Regions from separate parts of the Urocitellus parryii genome. Here region 1 is linked to region 2. The links are chromatin contacts, called in public Hi-C maps. All regions are on one chromosome and are shown on one strand. Each heading gives the region's core, a stretch centred on a gene start, on an enhancer-like site or on the middle of the called end of the contact. The rest is flanking DNA. Distances are from core to core; before and after follow the strand shown.

Region 1 (4,206 bases), core at 1,006-3,505, 260 kb before region 2:
CTCCCTCTTCCTAATGGCTCCCGGTTGCTTCAAATTTCTAAATAAGAGGCCACTCTTTTCATTTCCTGAGAAAGTTTTTTAAAGTGCAAAATGCTGGTTCACAACAGATTTAACAAATTATTATAAATGAATCTCTTATATATTTATTTTTTAATAAATATATAAGAGATTCATTGTAGTTGGACACAATATCTTTATTTATTTATGTGGTGCTGAGGATTGAACCCAGGGCCTCGCACAAGCTAGGTGAGCACTCTACCACTGAGCCACAATCCCAGCCCCGAAGCTAAAGGTCTTTAAAAAAAATTTTTTTTTTTTTTTTTAGTTGTAGATGAACACATAGTATCTTTGTTTATTTTCATGTAGTGCAGAGGATTGAACCCAGTGCAAGGCAAACACTTTACCACTGAGGCCCAGCCCCAGCCTCTAAATTAAAGGTCTTAAGCAAACCATTTTGCTTCTGAAAATGCAGAGGAAGGGAGTAGATCTCTAAGATGGTAGAAAGAAAGTAAGGGCTAGAAGGCAGCTACTGAGAGAAATGGAACAGAACAGTAAAAGGAAATATATGGAAAACTATGGTGCTAGCAAAAGAGTAGTTTCAAGGTGTTTTTATTTTGCAGAAGAAAAATGTCTTGATGGTATTAAATAATTTACTGTTATATATAGATGGTATTTGTTGGTTCAAGAAAGTTCTTCAACTGTGTTTTCATCTTTCATCCTCAGTTTCAGATTTTTCATAATTTGCTCCAGGTTTCTAATTGCTGCTGATCGCTGTGTGGGGGTGGGAAGGAGGGAAAGGGGAAGGGAGAGAGAGAGAAGTACTTTAAAAATGTTATATATGTATTTTTGGGCTGGGATTATGGCTCAGTGATAGAGCACTTGCCTAATGTGTGAGGCACTCACTGGGTTTGATCCTCATCCCTATATAAAAAAATAAATAAAATAAAGCTATAAAATGTTATATATGTATTTTTAAAGTAATTCTGCTTAGAAACTGTAAATTTTGTTTTCCCCACAGGATGTAGAATTTTATGGAGCATTAAACTGAAGCACTGTAGTAATGACACTCATTAAGAATTATCTTTTTATATTCAAGGTACTCTAAAATCTGAATGTAGTTTTGTTTCTTAAATATTTTAAAATTTAGTTTAGGGGTGCTTATATTGTTATGAAATAATGGTGAATTAGTACTTCTATCAAATATGTTGTTTATATGAACTCATATATGAAGTAATATTGTTTTAAAATTGCTGATTTTTTTTTTTTTTTTATGGTACTGGATATTGAACCTAGAGGTGCTCTACCACGGAGCTACATCCTCAGTCCTTTTTATTGTTTTGAGACAGGGTTTCCCAAAGCCCTTGATGGACTGGTCTCCAAGTTACTATCCTCCTGCTTCAGGCTCTGAATAGCTGGGATTACATGTTTGTGCCACCACGTTGGCCTAAAATTGCCTTTTTAGAGATAAAGATAGCTAGGTAGCATCTGTCGACATTTTAAAAATTGCAGGTATGGAATTTTATAATTTGACAGATTGAGTCCAACTTCCTTCTTTCTGACCAAATTCACAGAAGCAGTAATTCTTAATCTGAAACTGATTTGAATTTATGCAGATAGGCAAATAGAAAACTCTGCTGAGCACTTGCAGAGTGGCTACTATTCTTAACTGTGCCTCAATTCAAGGAAGAAAGGATGCTGGATCTTCTCTTTTAAACTACACATATGAGAACAGTCCTACAGTCAGCAATGCCTTTTCTTTGTAAGGATGAAAAATGAAGGAAAAATGACTGAAGTTTTCATTCCTATCAAAATATCAATTTTAATGTGGGGAAAGGGTCTGAGTTCTTGCCTGTGTGAGTTAAAATGACACTATCAACTCCTTTCTCCGTAAGACCAACTGAAAAAGAGATCCTCGAAGTGAGATCATCATCATCATCGAAGGCATTTCAACGACTGTTTTCATGGGAAGCCACGCTGGCTCATAGAATGAGCAAACCCGTGCTCTCTAATGGCTCTCAATTGGAGGCACTACGTGATGTCCACTTCCGGCCCCACTGAAGTCAGGACAGCACACAGATCCTGACGTTGTGGGGTGTGAGGGTTTTTCGCGTTCGCCAGGCTCCGAAGACCACGCTAGGCACCGTCTGGCCGTCGTGCAGCCTGGGTACAGCTGTGGTCCAGGGGAGAGCGCTGTCGGGTGCGCGCGCGCGAGTGTGCGTGTGTGTGCGCGCGCGCGAGTGGCGGGCGGGAGGCTGCCGAGGCTGGGGGTCTCCCGGGTGGAGGCGGATGCCCCGGCTGGCAGTGGCTCTGTTTCCAGCCACGCGCCAGGTGAGCGCGGTGGAGTTGCGGGACGGGGTGGTTAGGGGACGGGGGCCGAGACCACCCCGCGCTCGGCAGGGCAGCGCCAACCGCCCGGGCAGCGCCAACGGCCAGCAGCGCGGGTCCAGGCAGGCGGGCGGGCTGGCCCGGGAGGCGCCGCTCGCCGCGCCGGGTCACGTGGCGCGGTCACGTGGCGCGCAGCCGGGCCGGCGGCGGCGGCGGCGGCGGCCGAGGGAGGCGGAGACTTCGGCCGAGACGCGGGGGGAGGCCGCGGCGGCGGCGGCGGCGGGGCTGCTGGAGGCGGAGGCGGAGAGGCGCGGAGAGGCGCGGGGCCGCCGCCACGGCGCGGGAGGTGAGGCGGCACGGGGGCTGCTGTCTCCGGCCGCGGCGGGCAGGGGTGCCGCGCCGTCCCGCGGGAGGGGCGCCGGCCCGGAGCGCCCCGGGACCCCGGCCAGTGTCCCCGCGGGCCCGGCGCCGGCGGGCGTGGTGGGCGCGGCGGGCGGGGCGGGCGGGCGCGGGGCCGGGCGGGCGGGTGGGCCGTCTGCACTCGGGCCGAGGGCGCGGCGCCGAGGGCGTCTGACCCGGCCCCGGGCGGCCGTGGCTGCGGCTTTGCTGGGTAGCCTTTTGTTCGAGCCCGTGAGAAAATGGTGCGAAAGCGGAGCTCGGGGTGTGCGTGCGTGCGTGTGTGTGTGTGTGTGTGTAAATCAGGAGGCGTTTGGCTTGGAGCCATTTTTTTCTTCTTAATTGTGGAGACAGAAAATCCCTTAAAATGATTTCCCCGGGGAGACGGGGCTGTGCTCCCCTGGCCGCCGCACCGTCGGGATGGAGTGGCTTTCCCTCCCTGCTCTGCCCACCTCCCGTCCTCGGTCCAGTCTCCCTCCTTCCTTCCCCTTCCTGCCCGCCCCACCTTCGGTGAAGCCCGGGGAGCGAGCGGGGTGTCTGCAAAGCGGCCCGGTCACCTGTCGTGGCAGCTGCATGGAAATCCCGGCGCTTCTGCTGTCTGGAGCCTGCTGTTTCCTCTGGCAAATCGCGGAGATTCCGCTCCCAGTACCAACCCTTCCTCCTTCCCTGTGCCTCAAAACCCAGTGCATCATGCCGATGCAAAGTTTGACCCGCTTGGGGCAATTAGCAGGGAGTCGTCTCCTCCTCCTGTCACGACGGCACTTCATGGTTGAGAAGATGAGGGCCATCTGGCTTTGTGGAGAGAAATTAGGGTGATGCCCTCTGTCTGAGCTTGATGCCCCTTAGGGAGGGACCTGTTCATCCTGCCGGCTAATTCGCCCAGGTGATCCGAAAGTCTGGTAAGACTTCTTCCCCTGGGGATAATCATTTTCCCTGGCCAGGGAACCGTTTCCAGGGTTTTTCTATACGGGGACCCCCCCCCCCCCCCCCCCCGCTTAGTAGGCAGGTTTTAGCACAGAGGAAATTGTCTCTAAGGGTTTTGAAGAGTGTAAAGATCCGTCTAGAATTCCCTTTCTTTGTTTTTCTTCTCGTATCTGGGGTCTCCATTCCTCAGCTATTTGGAATTTACTCTTGCAGGCAAGACTACAAGAATGGTGCTGTGGTCCTGGAGAGTTCTCTCCAGGTCCAGCAGTGTTGGCTTGCTGCAGTTCCAGTTTGGGATGGGTGTGAAGTGACAGGGAACTTGCACTTAGCCATACTGCAGTCCAGAGTTTGGAGTTGATCTCAGCGTTGTGCAGTGATAGCCACATTCAGAATGGGAAATTCACACCCGTCCCCCTTTTTTGTAATAGTCTGCTGTGTGGAAATGATAGTATGTGTTATTGAATAGCCAAATCTGATGTTTAATCCCTCAATTTAAAAGATGGTAATTTGTATGAAAGTTATTATACAAAGAATGAGAATTTCCATGAACAGTGTTTAAGA
Region 2 (4,348 bases), core at 1,599-4,098:
CTGGAGTTGTGCAGTTTAGGCCGGATCTAGAGGATCAGGACAGAGCTCCTTGTTCTGTGTGTTCAAGCTCAAGTAGAGGCTTCTTTGTGACACTGAGCCCTGCAGTGGGACAGACCCTTCTTGTGCCTGGGATTGGCCTACCTTGGCCTTCCCTAATCTGGCAGTTTGTGGCAAATTATGAATCTAATTGAGCAGCCCTGGTTTTTATGTGGGAAATAGCTTGAGTCAAGGACTAATTATCAGCTGGAAGCGCTCAGGCACAGGCACACAAGGCCCCCAGTGTACTGCATTCAGGATGGGGTTGGGGACCTGGGAAGGTAGGGCATGATCCCCTTGGGAATGAAGGAGCCAAGCAGAACTGAAATCTGTGTCCAGGGACGGCTGTGCTCTTTCCACTCTTTTCATACACCCCGGTGGCTGGGAAGGACACTTAGCTGCATTTGTGACAGGGCAGCATGTCCAGCAAGGTCTTGTGAGGATTTGAAAGGAGGGAGGGTTATGTTTCTCATCATGATCCAGTTTCCCTGTTTTTTCCATCCTTTGTGACTGTGGCAGTGTCTCTGGTACGTCACTCGGGCTCTTGGATAGAGAGACCCCAGTGTAGGATCTGGTCCAACATGGATTCCTTTGAAGTCAGCCTAGAGGGTGCAGGCACTGCTCCTCCAGAGTAGCACCTTCTCGTGGAGGTCAGTCAGGCGTCTGTGGGGAGCACTGCAGAGCAGAGTGCCCCTCCTTCAGGCTGCAGTAGGAATTGGAACTTTGCAGCAGTTCTCATCTTGAGAGTCACATCAGGGACACCTAGCAGCACTGTCATTTCATAAAGAGATAGTAATGCAGCATTTAAGACTGATGGTTAAGGTATTAGTGTCAACCAAAAAGAGGGAATTGATTATTACAGGGGTAATTCACAGAACCAAAGAATAAAAATGCATGTGGCCCCAAGGAAGGAGCTGGAGCCAATCAGCCTAGATTCCAGTGCCCAACTAGCCATCAAACTTGCTGTACACTGGAATCCTGTAGGGAACTTTGGAAACCACTGGTGCCTACACTGCACTTTAGATCTGGTTTCATTTCACTGGGCATTTTAAAAATATATATATTTATTTTAGTTGTAAATGGACCTTTATTGTATTTATATGTGGTGCTAAGACTCGAATCCAGGGCCTCACACATGCTAGGCAAGTACTTTACCACTGAGCCACAACCCTAGCCCTGGCATTATGGTTTTTTTAAAGTTCCTCAAGTGATTCTCACTTCCTTTTGTCTCACGGCCCCTAATCTTTGCCCAGGACCCAAGCTCCCTTGTCATGCCAGGCTGCCTGGTCAGCAGGAGGCACTTGCCACCAGGCAGGTTTCAGAAAGGTCACCATTGATAGGAAGTCACCACTGTGAGCTGAGGCCTCATGAAGCCCTGGAGTACTGCTAGGCTTTCCCAGGCCATCCATTTCCCCAGTCTTTGTAACAAATATTCCAAACCTTCTCTTTCTTTGTGCTGGATCCCCAGATCCCCCTGGTCTGCCTGGGTCCACACCCCACAGGACCATGGGCCTCCCCGCTTGCTTTCCTGCCTGAGCTATGCTGGAAAAGTTTCCCATAGTTCCACCCTCTGTACGTGCAGCCCCAGCAAAGGAGCCCGTGGGTGCTGACTGTCAAGGGAGCCTCATTTACCCTGTACTGGCTGTACTGGTACCTTCAGATGCTGCTAGCCATCAGTAGCCACTTGCAGGGGCTGGTAAAGTTACCTGGATGTGTAGATCAGACTTTGACCAATGGGAGACCAATGAGAGACAGGTAACAGGACAGAGCCAACAGATTGTCTCCTGACCCTGTAGTTTCTATGAGTCTCTCCTGCAAGGCTGAGCAGCCAGCTGTGTTGAAAGCTCTGACCAGCTTGCACTTCCCCAAGCGTACTCTTCTCTGTCCCCGTCTAAACTTTATTCTCTCTCCTTGTTTCCCTGCTCCCAACAAAGTTAACATGGACACTACTGTCTCAGTTTCTATTTTGAGGGAACCAAGCAAAGACACTTTAGACCAGTAACTAAGAAAAACATGGGTCAGAAATAAGGTGATCAATTGTCTTGGTTTGTCTGGACGGAGGGGGTTTCCAGGACATAGGACTTTTAGTGCTAGAACTAGGGAATTCTTAGGCCTTCTAGAACTAGCTGCTCACCCTAGCCAGAAGGCAGGGGCCCGTTTAACCACTTACTAGTCCCCTGAAACCCATTCCCTCTGATTCCTTGGGAAAGTGGTCCCCATTCTCTTAAACTATTGGAACATAGGCTGGTATATTGTTAGTCACCTGACAAATCCAGTTCAGTCATCTGTTCAATACTCGTGCGCTGGTGTCTTTCTGTGCTAGACTGGTGCCAGGTCCTGGGAAGAGGAGGACAAATAAAAGCAGTCACAGGGGATGGTGATGGAATGTTACGGCTAAATATTGGTAATAAAATACGCGTTGCAGTCTAATAGACTGGGAGGGATGCTTAAAACCCCCTAAACTACCAAAGGCAGAGCGGGTATAGGATGCTTTTCTGGCGGGACGCGCTCACACGCTGGCCAGTGAAAGTTCCGTGCAAGGACCTCGCGGTTGGAGACGAAAGAGGAAGCAGACACGTGTGTAGGGCGCTGGAGACTGCGGCCTGGTCCCCAGAGGTGGCCCCGCTCCGGGATTCGTGCCCTTGCGGCCCTTCGGTTGGCCTGGGTCGTGACTGAGGCGACGGGCGTGCGGAGGACCGGTGCCCCGCGCTGGCCAGCGCCCACCGCGGTCGCCGCTTCCGCGCCCTCCGCTTCCGCGCACGTGACCGCGCGTCGCGCTCTGACGCGTTTTCCCGGTCCGCTGCCCGCGGCCGCCGTCGCTCCGGCTGTGGCTGCCGCGGCTGCTGCGCGGCTCCGGGCGCGCCGGCCGGGGGCGCCGAGATGGAACCGTGAGTGCCGGCGCGGGCGGGCGGAGCCGGGGGTCCGGGTGCGGGGCGCTCTGCCCGGGGCGCCCTCCGCGCGTGCGGCTCGCGGGCGGGCGAGGGGGCGCGGCGCGCGGGCCCGGCCCGGGGGCGGTGGCGGCGAGGGGAGGCGACCGGAGCCCCCGGCCCGCCCCGCAGGAGGAGGGGAGCGGTGCGCCCCGGGGTCTGGCCAGCGGGCGGCCCTGGCCACCCCGAGCCCCGGCCTCCGCACCGGGAGCCGGACGCACCCCCTCCCCGCGGCTGCCGGGCGCGCGACTGGGGGCGCTGCCCGGGGGCGCCTCCCGAGGCGCTGGTGACGTGGGCACGCTGGAGCCGGCACCGCCTCGCAGGGTCACTGGGATGCCGAGTTTTATGAGTTTTGCAATCTGCTGACTTTGGCCGAGTCCCCTGTGAAGTGCAGAGGCTTTAATGGGGAAAAACCTGTCTGGGTGGCCCCAGGGACGCCGTCCCTAAAGCTTGCTTTTGATGCCGCAGAGTCACCCGGGTGACCCCAGGGAGCGTCCGGAGAGGGGATTGGTGGGAGGCTTGGCGCTGAGTGGAGCTGCGGAAGGTCCAGGGCCGAGTGCGAGTCCCGCAGCGAGGAGGTTTGCCGGGCTCTGCAGGGTGGCCCGGGAAGGCGGCCTCAGGAGGGAGGGACTGTGTGGGTTAGAGGTTGATTTGGGGTTCTAGAGGCAGAAAAGTAACGTGGTGGGGGAGGTTGCCTCCAGGCAAGCGCCTGTGGTAGAAGGACACTTTTCCCCTCCTGCTTTTGCAAGTTAGTTGGTCACTTCAGCACAGGGTGGAAAACCAGGCTGGCATTAAGTGTCAGGCCCAGGTGGATGTTTTAAAGGTCTCTCTTTTAAATAAAAGCCAGGTGGAGGTGTGTTAGCAGTGTTGCTCTTGTGTTGCGTCTTGGAACACTCAGGTAAAGGTGCCTTCCAGATATGTGGCCCTGTGGCACAGTGGTGGCTGCATGCTTCAAGGGTCCTCTTACGGACCTCTTGGGTTGGTTGGCTGGGCAGGGCATTTGGGATTCTTGCCTTGACCCATTCTGTGGGGAATAGTGGAGTATGTGAAGGGGATTGGACTTTGGCCAGAACTGGAACCCAGGTCCCCTGCCTACACTGTCTGCTACAGGCCAGGGGACTAGCCCAAACGGAAGCCATTAACCAAGGAAAGGTCTTGGGGAGGAACTGTTTACTGCAGCTTGAATGAGAGATTTGATACCCACAGTGTGACCCGCTGTGGGCACTTGCTGTCCGGGAGGTGTGCCTCAGGCTCTGTTGGGCAAAGGGGTGGGGTGGTAGGGTGTGGATATCCGGAGGTCAGAGCGCCACATCGTCCAGTGTTCAGTGTGGCACTGAACTGGGAATCACTAAAGGTTTTGGGCAGTAAATAAAATCCTACTCAAG

Evidence for each region. A called contact is a pair of places that touch in the nucleus more often than the background predicts.
Region 1: a Hi-C map of muscle shows a contact between it and region 2, with 5 times the contacts expected there. The contact joins the promoter of Tulp4 here to the promoter of Tmem181 in region 2. A contact is called at or near these places in 2 of 2 Hi-C or Micro-C datasets (liver and muscle).

What each region holds. Positions count from the first base shown.
Region 1 is chr8:9,052,333-9,056,538 of mUroPar1.hap1, reverse strand. Tulp4 (TUB like protein 4) reads left to right here and starts at 2,255. Exons shown (of 15, transcript XM_026393843.2): 1 at 2,255-2,328.
Region 2 is chr8:8,790,922-8,795,269 of mUroPar1.hap1, reverse strand. It overlaps Tmem181 (transmembrane protein 181), which reads left to right and starts at 2,848. Exons shown (of 17, transcript XM_026393833.2): 1 at 2,848-2,924. The coding sequence starts at 2,917. It overlaps LOC144256717 (a long non-coding RNA gene), which reads right to left and starts at 2,727. Exons shown (of 3, transcript XR_013344217.1): 1 at 2,550-2,727; 2 at 2,300-2,373; 3 at 647-807.